Regions from separate parts of the Ovis aries genome. Here region 2 is linked to region 1. The links are chromatin contacts, called in public Hi-C maps. All regions are on one chromosome and are shown on one strand. Each heading gives the region's core, a stretch centred on a gene start, on an enhancer-like site or on the middle of the called end of the contact. The rest is flanking DNA. Distances are from core to core; before and after follow the strand shown. Region 1 has its middle 18 kb from the start of DCHS1. Region 2 holds the start of ILK (integrin linked kinase).

What was found. Hi-C and Micro-C count contacts between places; a contact is called where the count stands out from the background.
Region 2: a Hi-C map of tail adipose tissue shows a contact between it and region 1, with 3 times the contacts expected there. The contact joins the promoter of ILK here to the enhancer-like site in region 1. A contact is called at or near these places in 7 of 16 Hi-C or Micro-C datasets (blood, hypothalamus, liver and 2 more).

The regions. Positions count from the first base shown.
Region 1 is chr15:46,127,054-46,134,163 of ARS-UI_Ramb_v3.0, reverse strand. It overlaps a transcript of MRPL17 not described here. Among named protein-coding and RNA genes, the nearest start is that of DCHS1, 18 kb to the left of the region's middle. Within about 2 kb of position 3,808, at least 53 of the 54 cell types and tissues checked have an H3K27ac peak or open chromatin away from gene starts, as enhancers often do. A contact at or near this core is called in hypothalamus, liver and tail adipose tissue, where this site is marked.
Region 2 is chr15:46,202,074-46,209,183 of ARS-UI_Ramb_v3.0, reverse strand. ILK (integrin linked kinase) reads left to right here and starts at 3,666. Exons shown (of 13, transcript NM_001267878.1): 1 at 3,666-3,719; 2 at 4,182-4,292. The coding sequence starts at 4,204. RRP8 (ribosomal RNA processing 8) reads right to left here and starts at 3,515. Exons shown (of 7, transcript XM_004016207.6): 1 at 3,306-3,515; 2 at 1,783-2,152; 3 at 1,103-1,556; 4 at 883-1,012; 5 at 647-753; 6 at 466-562; 7 at 1-238. The coding sequence starts at 3,404. The coding sequence ends at 119. LOC121816692 (a long non-coding RNA gene) reads right to left here. Exons shown (of 2, transcript XR_006056358.1): 2 at 6,101-7,110.

The sequences.
Region 1 (7,110 bases), core at 2,559-5,058:
GGAAAGCCATGCACAGGGAAGGTGCTAAGTGTGTCTGACTCTTTGTGATCCTATGGACTGTAGCCTGCCAGGCTCCTCTGTCCATGGGGATTCTCCAGGCAAGAATACTGGAGTGGGTTGCCATGCCCTCCTCCAGGGAATCTTCCCCACCCAGTGTCTCTTCTGTCTCATTGGCAGGCAGGTTCTTTATTTACCACTAGTGCCACCTGGGAAGCTCACATATAGGGAAATGGTCAAAATAAGGCCTTCCATGACTCTGGAACATAAAATTAGAGACAAGAGAAGTTGGAGCAATGAGCAGATGCCTACTCACTGAGGAGAGTCAGAGTAAGGAAGCTGGACTCCTTCTCTATTGGAAAAGAAGAGCAGAGAATTAAGACAGCAGATCCCTATCACTATGGCTGCAGCGTGCAGGGAAGAACATTAGGGGACTATTGGAGTAATCCAGGATAGAGAGGTCTTGGATTTCAGACTAGGGAGGTGTGTGTACAGATTTGAGAAACACTATGGAAATAAATTTCACATGATGTGCTAATTTTACTGCAGATAATGAGTGTAATATAGTAGCCTGACTTTTGTAAGTTTCCTTTGGATTCTGGGCTTACACTGCCATTGATCTATTTAGATTAAATTTGTTACATTTTGAGGAGAATGGGCATAACTTGTGAAGCTAGAGCCTGAACAGAGAAACTTTGCAAGTAGGAGGGAATTTTTACTATATATGGGCCTCGCTTGGGAGTTTGGAATTTATTAAATAGGTGCCAGCATGGATTTGGGGGCATATTCCACCTATTTAGGTGAAGTCTTGCCATTTATAGGCCTGATTAGCGAAACTGCTATACTGTTATTTCTCTGGTGTTATCCCAGTGTTTATATTCAGTCCAGTCCAACTCTGTGACCCCATGGACTGCAGCCCATGAGACTCTCTGTCTATGGAATTTTCTAGGCAAGAATACTGGAGTGAGTTGCCATTTCCTACTTCAGAGGATTTTCCCAACCCAGGTATTGAACTCGTCTCTTGCATTGGCAGGGGAGTTCTTTACCACTGCACCAATCCCTGAGCCTTTAGTAAACGCTTTAGGGTTCACATACTCTATCTGTATAGGCAAAAACATTAAAGGGGATGCAGTGTCTCTTGAGACCACTGTGGCACTGGACATGGCCCATCAGGCTGTGAGCTCCTTGATGGCACAGGTTGTTTCTTCTCAATTCTACATCCTAATGTGTAGCCCAGGGCCCAATATATGGCCGACACTTGTTAACTAGGATATCCCTAGCGCCTAAAATGATGCTGGGTACTAGCAGATGCTGAATAAAACACTTGGGGAACTACTGAAAGCCCCAAAGGAAGGTATATTTCTCGGGCCTAAGAGGAAAAGATGTAAGAGTCCAGTCATAATCCACCTGATACCAACACTTAGAGATGTGGTTTTAATTTTAAAGAAAGTGCTTTTTCTAGGAGTCAAGGCTGACTCTAAGATATCTGGCCGAGGGGAAAGAGTTAGTGCCAAAAACGCAGAACGGGAGCAAATTTTTTTTGAGGAGCATTCAGAGTTAAATGTTAGTCAATAAATATTCTAAGTGTCTACTATATGTCACTTAAAATATAATGTCAGAAAAAGGTTTTTTGTAACAGTGCAGAAGACCAACTGGAGTAGAATAAAAGAGATATCTCTGTCAGGGGGCAGATCAGTTTCTCACTTAGGCAGCTGACCTGAAATGAGACCAGAGCAGCTGGCACTAAGGCCAGTATCTGTCTGCTAGACTGGGGAGCCCTCCACCCGCACCCTTATTATCTCAAACAGTGTATGGGTTTGGTGGGCCAAATACCCTCTGAAGGTCTGCCCTAAGATAAAAATCTTTTTTTCACTGTACTAGAAATCTGGGATCTGCTAGGCCCTGCTATCCCGTATTCGTGCAGGGATGATAGCTCCAAGACTTCCCATGACTATCTCCCAAATGAAGCCTGTGAGTGTGAGGGATGGGCAGCCTGGCTGGGCCCAGTCTGGCTTCGCAGTTCCTAGTGCACATAAAGGAACTTCCTACTTCTCACATCCTGACCATTCTGAAGACGGATTTCCTTCTTCCGAGTTCCCAGAGAGGGCCAGATTTGACAACAATGAAAACTTCCAGGAAATTCCCACGTATTTAACTTTCTAATCTTTCTTCCACTTCTACCCTCTTCTTCACCCCTCCATTCCCACCCTCAAAGGAAGGAGCTTATCCTGCAGTCAACATCCCCTGCTAAATGCTTCCACTCTCCTGGCCAGGTTGATGGTCCTCTCCTCTGAAGTCCGTTCAGGGTTTGAAGGGAGCACTTGAAGGTAACATGTGATCCTGTCCAGAAACAGAGGATTGGAACCTTGAAGGTTCCTAGGGTGCCAGAGTATTACAGAAAGTTCACTTCTAGATGTTCACCCTCCAGCCCTTCAGGAAGTAATCTTTTAAGAAATCCCAGGGGCTCAGTCTCTGTGCTAGATAACAAAACTCAATCACCTATGGGGGCCAGTTTGGAATTACAGAACACATGCCCCATATAATCAGGCATGAAGAAAAACAAAACCGTGTTAATTCAACACAACCCAGATTAAGAGCCAGAAACATGCCATGAATTTACTGCCTCATACAGACCGATGTAGAGTTCTCATTCTCCAGAAATCAGAAGGGGGGAAAACAATCAGTTTACATACATACAACGATTTTTACCTATTGTGCAAAGAAAAGGGTATCTGGCTCTCAGAAAGTTCTGGGCTCCAGACTCCAATCAGACAGTCCATTTTACAACTCAAGCTCCAGTTCTTAGAGCTGAATAGAGCTCCCAAGGCCTGTGATCACGGGCACTGATGAGGGCCACATGCCCTTTGGCTTCAGTTAAACCTCTGGTGTTTGAGCTGGGTGGGAGCTGTGGGTGCTTGCTTCCTGGTCCTGCCGCAGCCCCTGAAGCAGCTGGTTTAGGAGTGTAAGGTTGCTGTCTCTGCGTGGCAGGGGCAGGGGTGGGAGACAGTTCCCTCTGTACTCAATCACTGCCATTTTGGCCCGATCCTGCTGATTCCGATTTGGGATCTGCAGCATTCTCGTGTAGCCCCCATTCTGACCTTGGTACCGAGGGGCCAGTACTTGAAACAGCTTTGGGATCAAGTCTTTCTCCTAGAGGGGGAGAGTTTTCCAGGAGAGAGCAGAGTCAGGCACCATCACCGAGACATTAACTTTCAGCATCCCCAAAGGTAGGGTTCAAACACACACACACCCACATCCCTTCCCTCACCCTCTGACGTGGCATTATAAACTGATCAATTATGGGCAGTTGTGTAGACTGAGATTCACGTTGAACTCAACGTAGGACATATATCTCTTACTTAGTTCACATTTGTCCGTAAGTGCGTGCCTTAATTTCGCCCAATTCCCTTTCCTCTAACAACTCCCTTCCACTTAGGAATCAAAGGATAAGATCTGGGAAGTGGACAGGATGCACTCACCGTGAGCCAGAAGTCCGCCATGCGCATGGCTCGTTCGTTGGTGTCTCCCAGCTTCCCGTAGTCAATGAGCTGTGAGGACACAACATCACTCACCAAAATCCGAGCAAGAAAGGAGGCGTCAATCTTAATGCTCTAATGCCAAATTGCAACCTATTCATTCCATACTCTAGCAAAGCATGTCGCTAATTCAGGCTACCTCTAAACACGCTGTTCTAATCAGGTCTCCATTTGAGGGGCCACAGGAGTAGGTTCAGCTCATGGTAATAAGGAGACTTCCGGCACTCTTTACCAGGGCGGTCCCAATTCTTCCCCAACTCCAGCCGGATCCCGCCCCCTCAGGCCAGACCTAGGAGAGGCACAAGAGGGTCACGCCCCTTACCTTCTCGGCGTAGCCCCTCAGCTCGTCCACGCGTGCCCATGACGCCTCGATGCGTTCGTGGCGCACCAGTCCCGTAAGCAAGTTCTGCAACAGGTGAATGCGGGACTCGGGACCAAGGCCTAGACGGCGGTATACGCGGCCGTGGGAGATCGCGGCGGCGAACGACAGCCGCATGTTCCCGGCTGCTCCCCACCTCTGTGAGGCCGGAACTGGAAACTCAAAGACGCGGCCGAGAGGCGGAGCTTAGAGGACCCACGCGCCTTACGTAGCTGCGTGGTGGACGTGTTTGCGCATGTGTATCAGAGCCTGCCTCGTTGGCAGCCTTGGGGAGGGCGGGGACGGGGCGTTGACCTCGTCCGGAGGAGGAGAGATGGGCGGAGTTTGGTCTTCCGAGCGCGGCTGGTTTGCCCGGGAACCAGGCGCCCCCTGGTGTGGGATGAACAGGCCGACGGTTTCTCTGGTGCTGCGACAGTCGTCATGGGACCCCGCGCTGGGAAGCTCAGCTTGGAGCTGGCTTGTAGCGTGAGGACCTGAAGAGGAAAGTGCTTGGCGGTGTGCCAGTCCTTCAGGCCGGCGGACCTGCTTTCTGAGGCGCGGGGCGTCTGACACGCTGAGCGTGTCATTTTGAAAAGCAAATTATTTTCAGTAGTAATGGCGAAATGAATGGAATAACAATGATAGGAAAGAAATAGAGATGGTGAAAATTTTCTTTCCTTGAAGTTGTTGACTGGGAAAAAAAAAGCACAACGTAAAAGTTGAGAGTTGTTTTACCTAGCAGACAAAACTGAGGACTTGATCCCACGACACAGTAGCTAAGATAACTCTGAGAGGCTATGGTGGCAGAGGGGGGTTGTAGAAGGGGTTTGGAGTGGGTGGGGGGCAGAAAATATAAGAGATTTTGCAGGGAAGACAGGGTAGTTGGAGCATCAAAAGATTATCTTAAAGAAAGCCAGATATCTCAAGGGATTTAGTGCTTTTTCATGTATGAGAAGATGGAAGAGTCTAGGCTCACTGAGATCATTGTTTTGATATGCATCCCAGCTATTTGGGGCTAGTATGAGTGAGTTGGTGATGGACAGGGAGGCCGGGCGTGCTGCAGTTCATGGGCGGCTGAACTGACTGACTGATCCTGTTTTCTCATCCCGAGTCTCCTCAGGTTGCTCCATTCAGTGAGTGGCTGCAGTGTCTGATGATTCACTGGGGAGGGTTATGTTTCTGTCCTGAGTTTTTTTGGGGTTTACTGTGGTGGAGAGGAGGGCCTACACTGGCTGATGGCTGCAACATCGTTTCTTTACTGATGTGGCAGGTGACATTTTTAATCCACAAAGCACATCTAAGTGTTAGGTAGGTAGAACAGGGGAAAGGAGTCCAAAATGGCGGTGGCTACAGACAAGGAAAGGAAAAGCCCAGGAAAATGAAATAAAAGGTCCCAGGACTGGAGTGAGGACCTCAGGTAAAACAAACAACACTCCTGGCTGGCCCAATTTACATAGGACAGGCCCAGGGAGAGATAAACATATAAATAGAGGAGCCAGAGCCAGCTGTCTCTCTCTCCTGCGCTCTGGGGCGCTCTTCTCATGTCTTTAGATTGACGTGCCCTCACACCTCGAAGATGGATTTTCCTGCTATCTTCTAAATAAAATAGAGCTGTAACACTGATTTGTTTAAGAGCTATAACACGGTTCATTTGAGACCTGAGAGCTATAACACGGTCTATCCAAGACCTGAGAGCTGTGACACGCCGAGGGGGCTTTAATATCTGTCACTCCAAATCTTTGTTGTGACAAGACAAAGAATCGAGGAACATACACTCGCGTGACATAACCATCCTAGTTGAAGAAAAAGTGCTGTGCTCAAAGAAAAAGTAATGATTTAATATTTTTAAATTCAGTTCATTTCAGTTGTTCAGTCGTGTTTGACTCTTGACAACCCCATGGACCACAGCACGCCAGGCTTGATCCTGGCACTCTATCACCAACTCCGGGAGTTTACCCAAACTCATGTTCATCGAGTCAGTGATGCCATCCAGCCATCTCGTCCTCTGTGGTCCCCTTCTTCTGCCCTCAATCTTTCCCAGCATCAGGGTCTTTTCAAATTAGCCAGCTCTTTGCATCATTTTGAAAAAAATTACATCACTGTGTTTTTTATCTTAAAAGGGAAAAACATACGTATGCATTTATGTGTTAAATAAATGAACAAAAGCATTATAGTTTCTGGTTTTGAGCCTTTGTGTCAGCTGATTTGCAATGACTTAGTCAAAATTGTTCTTTGTTATGTATTCAGATGTGTCCCCCCCCGCAAAAATTATATGCTAAGTCCCACCCGACCCCCACACCTCCTGTATCTCCTTCACCCAATACCTCAGGATGTGACTTTCTGTGGAAATAGAGTGCTTGCAGATGTAATTGGTTAAGATGAGGTCATACTGGACTAGTTCAGTTCAGTTCAGTCGCTCAGTTCAGTCGTGTCTCACTCTTTGCAACCCCATGGACTGCAGCTGGACTAGGATGGATGCCTAATCCAAAATGGCTGGTGTCCTTATAAAAAGAACACTTGTGAAGAGACAGAGACACACAAGGACAATGCTATGTCACCAGGAAGGCAGAGATCAGAGTTGTCTAATACAAGACAAGGATTCTGGCAAACATAAGAAACATAAGAGCAACGGAAACTGTCAAGTGTCCTGTTGGGAGGCTCTGAAGAGTTGTGGTCCTTTATGTCTCAGTGCAGAAAGAATTCAGCGAGAGGCAAAGTGCTAGATAAGAATTGATTTATTAGGATAGGACACTTGTGAGACGTACAAGCAGGCAGACGAGAGGTTGCTGCACTCGAAGAACTTACTGGGCTACAGTTTTATAATCCAAAAGTGTGGAGGAGGAGAAGAAGACTTGTCATTCTTGAGTAGAGGTCATGCTTCCATCATTTGGTCCTCCTCCAGGATGGGCCGGGGAGTTTTCTTGTCCCTACGTGGTCAAGCTAGGTTTAGTTTTGAAAAATTTCCTTAGTTGGAAGCAACAATTATGCAAATATGAAAAGTATTTTTTTAGGAACATTCTTAAAGATATGGATATGTTGGCAGAAAATTATACAAACCATAGTTCACAATAAATTCCAGAAATTGCAATATTCTCTATGTCTCAGGTATTTGGAATTAATTCTTATAGCTTTCAGTTATCTCCACATTATACTATAACATCATCATCAAAAAATTCATCCTAAATTTCTACTGGTAAAAATTGGGTAGATTTTCTTCTT
Region 2 (7,110 bases), core at 2,417-4,916, 75 kb before region 1:
CTTGAGATGGAGTAAGGGTGGTACCAGGCCCTGGGTCACAGTCTGGCTGGATACAGTCTTCAGAGTACTGAGTCTGGAGTTTAAGATTTGCCGCCCCGTTCAAGGGGGGCTCCAAAGGTCACCTGCGCTTGTAGAGACAAGGCTGAAGCTTCAGGCCTGAGAGCTGAGTCTTGGGCCCTACCCGAGGGGGCCCGGTCTTTTCAAAGTCAAACAAGAAGAAGTGGCTGTTGGTCAGATCCTAGGGACAGAAAAGACCCAGTGAGCTCTAAGTCCTCACCCCAGCTCTTCAAATCACCTCTGTCCAGGCCCCACCCCTGCTCAGAAAGCTTCCCAGCTCTCTCCCACTACTCAAGCCTTCAAGGAGCAAACATCTCTGTCTGACAATGACCTCCTTCCTGAACACCATTATTAGCCTGAAGGGCCACCTATATGACAAAAATAGGACAGACTTCCTGGGGCCCTCACCTTGGAGATGACCTTGAAGCCCAGTTTGGTGACAGCCCCCAGAAAAGTCCGAACATCTTCAAAGCGGCTGCTGACCTCAGCCACTTTCAGGAGACCCCTGAGAAGGACGGAAAGTTCTGGGTAAGTACACCGACACGCGCATGTGCACACAGTCATGCAGCTGTGTCCTGGGAACACCTACCCTGGCTTCAGCACTCGATTTGCCTCCTCCAGGAAGTCTCTGATGTTGGTTCCCATCAGTGAAAGGCAGAACACAGCCACATCTATAGATTCATCCTCCAGAGGCACCTGTGGAGAGTGAGAAGGTTGTACTAAGCACACATTATAGGAAGGAGAAAGCCAGCACTGAACGCTAGGAGTAGACACAAGGATGCAGGGTGGGCAGAGCGCATTTCATGGAAGGAGAGAGGGGCTTACCTGGGCCATGTCACACACAGTGACCCGGGGGTCCAGAGAGGCCAAGTCAAAGCAGTGTACACGGTTCCGGATACTTGAAGCCAGGCGGCAGTCCCCACAGCCAAAGTCAGCTACCACTAGGGACGCAGGCCTGGGAATGGAAGGGAGGAAGAGCTCACTGGTCTGGTCTGAGCCTGGGACTGACACGCCTAGCTTTTCACAGCGCCCGATTTTCACTAACCGCTGGCGAAGATCCCTGGCGATGCGGTCTACCGGCTGCAGTGGCCACTTCTTGACTTGGTTCTGGAAGCCACGGTGGTAGAGGAGAAAGGCCTCAGGGTCTTCCTGGAAGAGGCGCTGCGCAGCACTGCTGGGCCCTGAGTACAGCTGTTCATTGAGGTAGCGGAACCGGGCACCATCCAGACGCTGGGCCATGCGGGCTCGAAGAGCCTCTGCCCGGGCTCCATGGCTGTCTGGACTGGGGGCAGAAGGCACCTCTGCCTCCTCTGCAGAGGCTGGGGCTGGGGCCTGCTCTGGTGGCTGAGATGGCCGAAACTTGTTCTTCTGTCTACGCTTGTTCTTCTGCCGGTTCCGCCATTGCTTGCGACTCAACGTATGGGGAGGATTAGAGGAAGGGGTCTCACAGGTTGGCTTGGTGAGATCACTTGTAGCACTAGAATTCCAAGCTTTAGAATCTGAAGAAAGAGAGATAGAAAGGCATACTGGGGAGCAAGATACCCTGAATTCAGAGACTTAGCATGTCACCCTGGCCATACCCCTGTCCCTAAGACAGAAACTGTGGTCTATGGGAAAGTACTTCTTATTCCCTAACTCCACACCTACTGGTGGCAGAGGAACTCTGTTATAGGTAGGGTCAGCTGAATCCCACACCCCCAGCCCTCATCATCCCACAAATACTACCTGTTTGGTCAACACTGTCCAGGGGCTGGGCAAGATTTGAAGGGATCTGTTTCTGGCATTTCCTCTTTTTTTTCTCTTCTTCTGCCAGGTCACTGCCAAGAAGAACCCCTTTGTGGCACTTCTTCCTTTCCACTTCCTCTTCCTTGGAGTCACTGCTAGGTGGGCCCTGTTTGTGACGTTTCTTCTTCCTTTTCTCCTCTACTTCACTAGACGCACCAGCAAACAAGCCCTTTTTCGTGCGTTTCTTCTTTGTTCCCACTACCTCCTCCTCCTCCTCAGAGTCACTGCCAGGCAGGCTAGGGGGCTGCTGGGGAACAGATGCTACCTCCAGGGCCCGTAATGTGGCCAAGAGCTGGCGGCGGTTGGCGCCCTGGGGGAAAACAAGGGATGAATGCAGGGGTGAGGAGAATGGATGGGGCCTAGGGAGTAAGAAGAGAGATGGGGACCTCACTCAGATGCTGTAACGAGGCATCTGGATTATTCTCAATCAACTTACCTAGCCTAACACGAAGACTGTCAGGGCCTGAAGAACTTTCAAAACTGCCATCCCAACCTTTGGGAGGCTGGAGAGCAGAGAAACCACCCACCTCACTTTCTTCATTGGATAGATGAGGTGATGGGGTTCCCAGAGAAACACTGTAAGGCCACGAGCTACAGGACCGAGGCTAGTGACCGGGAGTTCCAACTCTCAATCTCAGGTTTCTACCTCTAGCTAATACCTTTTTATAAAAAGTAGGAAGATTTTTGAAAATAAGAGTGACATGATCACACATGTGTGTATTAAAGATGCCTCCAGTTGCAGTGTAAAGAACCGAAAGAAAAAAAAAAAAAACACTGAAAGAGACAAGCTGCAGACAGAGGCCAGTGGCGGGGATTACAGCAGTGGGTCGAGGGGTTGAAGAGGAGAGAATAAAGCAGGCAGATTTCATGTCACAGGCTGACTGAAGGACAGAAAGAGCCTGAGCAAGTGCAGCAGCCCTCACATCGGCAGAGGCTTAAAGGAGGACTACTGTCTGGGAGGCCGTTCTGGACTAAGTCCCACTGGACGGATCCCTCATCCTGGAGACTCTCAGTACTCCCTCAGCTCCAGCTCCCTTTGAACAGCGGCACTGACAGCCCTCGTTGCCATTCAGTTTTGCTCTTTTCAATCTCCACACGGCAACCAGTGACATTTTCAAAACGCAAATCTGAAGAAATCATCCCCCTGCTAAAACACTCCATTGGCTTCTATCTTTAACGTGCAAATATTCTAACGTAGCCCTCCAATTTCTACCACACTGCCTCTCATTCTGTGTCATGCTCCCTTGACCCGGGTCTCTCCACATGCCTTTCCTTCCAAGAAACCCTCTTTGCTTCACTAACTTCTACTCACCAATTCTCTCTCAGTTCCAACGTCACTTTCTTTTGGAAGTTCCGGATCTGGGGAGGCTGCAAGCGGCCCCCCTCCCCCTAATTACACACGCGGCGCGCCCCAGCTCCGGAATCCAGCAGTCTGTTCTGAGTACTCCTGCAGGGCCACTCACCTTGATTTGAGAGGTTGCCGTGGGCCGAAGCCCTAAGGCTACAGACCCGAGGTCCGCGACTACAGGGGCCTCCTCGGCCCACTCCGGCTCCTCGAACATGGGGCTGGGGAGCGCAAGGTTGCGGGATCCACCCGCTTCTCCACGTGCAGACCACGTCTCTAAGAATCAGACCGCTCAGAGACGCCGGAACAGGGCAGGAAACCAAAGAGTGAGAGCTGAAGTGGCTAGAGCAGCCGGCGCAGTGCCGAAAACCATCGAGTTTAGACACTGGTGGGCTAGAAGGGCAAGGAAGGCGGGAGGGAGGGGCCGGGAGAAGGAGGCCCGCGCTGGCCTGAGAGGGCCAGGGGCGGGGCCGGGCGGCGGGCGCGGCCGGACGGGAGTTCCCCGGAGAAGGCTCCTCTAGCCCGAGTCCCGGTGAGTGTGGGGGCACCCGTGCCCCCTCCCCAAGGCTCGAGCTTTACCAGGCGGTCACCCCTCCCTCCACCTACTCGGTTCCGAGTCGGGAACGAGGGCCATCCTCGGCAAGGACCTCCGATCGCCTCCTCCAGGGTATACGGCGCCTAAACTCCCCACCCCCACCCCCCAGCTCTGTTCGCGGGTAGGGTCTCTGTGCTTGCTCTCGTGACATCCCTTCGGAAGACACTACCTCTTCATCAACGCCTACTTCGCCCGATCCGCCTTTCCCTCGCGCTCAAGGGACACAGTCCAGGACCATTCCGCTGCCTCCCTAACTCCTTACAGACATCCAGTAGCTGGGGACGCAGAGCCCAGACCCCCAGCCCAACACCACACTTCTCTCCTGTAGGGGACAAAGCCTGGGGCTCACCCCCCCCCCCCCCAAGATCCTTCTACAGTTCCCACACTTTCCCAGTCTAGGGGACTCTGCCGGGACGCTGCTATGGACGACATTTTCACTCAGTGCCGGGAGGGCAACGCGGTTGCGGTCCGCCTGTGGCTGGACAACACGGAGAACGACCTCAACCAGGGGTGAGCTGGGGTGGCTGGGGGGCGAGAGGAAGGGCAAAGACATGCTCCTCTCCGCTCTGTGGGGTGCTCACTTCTGGTGCGGGCGGCTTACTTTCCTATTCAGTGTGATGAGGATTAAACAGCCTGTCAGCGGGGCAGAGGGTCTCCACACCGGAAGCTGTTGTTTGAGCTGAATCTTGACTGAATAAGAATTTACAGGCAGAATCTGCAGAGTATTCTAACTTCAGTGAACCTCATGGGCAAAAGCTAGGGGGCAAGACACGGAGCAGAGAGTGCCAGAAACTGTCCGGAGCTCCATATGGCTAGAGGAGAGAAAACCGCTGGGCTTCTGTGGGCTAAAGCTCTAAGCACAAGTGCAGAATGACAGAAGTTAAGACTGGAAAGGTCTGCAAGGGTCAGTCAGATCATGCAAGAGTATTTAGGCTATAATAATTTTTTATTGCAAGGGCAAGGGTTTAGAGCCATGTAATGGTACGATGAGATTGTCCATTTGTTAAGTGTCATCTTGGATGCTTTATGAAGAGCAAGTGGTGATGTGAAGAGAGGCAACTAACTGCCTAGTCCATCTCAAGTGGTGATGGCTTAGACTAGAATTGGGACAGGCAAAAAAGAAAAAAGTGATCAAATTCCTGAGATCTTTTGGATAAAGAATTGGTGAGACTTGGTGTGGAAAGTGAGGTCAAAGATGATGATCAGGGTTCTGGCTTGGGTAGATAGTGGTTCCTTTTATTGAGAAGGACAAGGCTGAAGGGTGGTGAGTTCCACTCTGCACACATTTAAGTGACAATAAAGTGGATGTGGAGTGGGCTGCTGGATTTCAGGAGAGATCTGACTTGGAGACAAAGATTTGGGCGATATTAGCATGACTGGAGAAGGCAATGGCACCCCACTCCAGTACTCTCGCTTGGAAAATCCCATGGACGGAGGAGCCTGGTAGGCTGCAGTGCATGGGGTCGCTAAGAGTCGGACACGACTGAGCGACTTCACTTTCACTTTTCATTTTCATGCATTGGAGAAGGAAATGGCAACCCACTCCAGTGTTCTTGCCTGGAGAATCCCAGGGACGGGGGAGCCTGGTGAGCTGGTGTCTATGGGGTCGCACAGAGTCGGACATGACTGAAGCGACTTAGCAGCAGCAGCAGCAGCAGCATGAAGATGGGCTTCCCAGATGGCTCAGCAGTAAAGAATCTACTTGCCAGGGCAGGAGCTGGCAGGAGATGCGGGTTCAACCCCTGGGTCTGGAAGATCCTCTGGAGTAGGAAATGGCAACCCACTCCAGTATTCTTGCCTGAGAAATCCCATGGACAGAGGAGCCTGGAAGGCTGGTCCATGGGGTTGCAAAGTCAGACATGACTAAGCATGTACACGCATGCACACACAGACACACACAGCACGTAGATGGCACCTGAAGAGGTGGATATGAAACCGGATGAGAAACCTAGAAGACCAAACAGGAAAATATGCTGCTGCTGCTAAGTCGCTTCAGTCGTGTCCGACTCTGTGCGACCCCACAGACACCAGCTCACTAGGCTCCCCCGTCCCTGGGATTCTCCAGGCAAGAACACTGGAGTGGGTTGCCATTTCCTTCTCCAACGCATGAAAGTGAAAAGTGAAAGTGAAGTCGCTCAGTCGTGTCCGACTCTTAGCGACCCTATGGACTGCAGCCCACCAGGCTCCTCCATCCATGGGACTTTCCAGGCAAAAGTACTGGAGTAGGCTTAAAGAAGTGAATGTTTCAATGAAAGGAGTGGTCAGTGGTACTCTAGATTGCTAAGAGGTCAAAGAACTTGAGCACTAAAGTGTAACCATTGAATTTACAATTATTTATGTATTTAATGATCTCTGTGAGAGCCGTTTCAGAGGAAAACAAGTGAAAAAAACCAGACTATACTTGGTTCCTTCATTTAAGGAACTATACTGAACACGCACTGGGTGCTAGAAGTCCAGAATCAGGCATAATGCTTGTCCTCAAGGCAGTGGTCTCCTGGGCAGGTTGAATGTGAAGTAGAGAAAGTGAATGTAGACAAGTTCTTTAAGGTTGGCTGAGACAGGAAGGCAAGAAAAGCAGTAGTGATGCTGATTCAGGATCGTAGAATTTTTTTAAAGTGAGGAGAAAATAGATTTTAGGTTTGAGAGTTAAGGATCACCTGTCACTTTCATCCAGGCTTTATGGGTCCCCATTAGACTCTACGCTATTTCTCTATAATTCACACTCGTTCCATTTTTCATATAATTCTTCAAACGGTGCTCTGATAAAGACAGAGAACACAGCTACTATTTTGTTGGTGGCATCATAAAGGTTAGGTAACTTTTTCCAATGAAGCTGGCATCAAAGAGTGGTATTAGTGAAAGTGGTGCAGGTATGAGTGGAAGGGCTTCGGGGCCCCAACTGGGTATATGGTGGATATTAAGTAAGGGTCAATTTCCTGCTGGTCGCTTTGGGATTAAAGTTCAGGCTCTGAGGTGACCGGAGCATGGCAGTGGGCAGAACCCTTGTGCCCATACTTTTGCTGTCAGGCTCTGGCCTTCTCTGGGGCCACAGACCGCCAGAGGCTGATAAACTGGGGCACAAATTAAAGAACTGGGATGCAAAACTGACTGATAAGTAAGGGGTGGTGATTGCTTTAGGAAGAGGGAGGGAATACCTCCCAGAAAAGCTTTTGGCTATCTTTGTGAACAGATGAGGGCAGCTGTAGAGGGAAATCAGTAAGTTAAAGGTCACACCCACCACCCATTTTGGCTTTGAGGACATCTGGATTGCCTGGGGTGACCATACCCCTGATCAGCTCCAGGCCCCGCCTAGAGCCCCCACACGGGA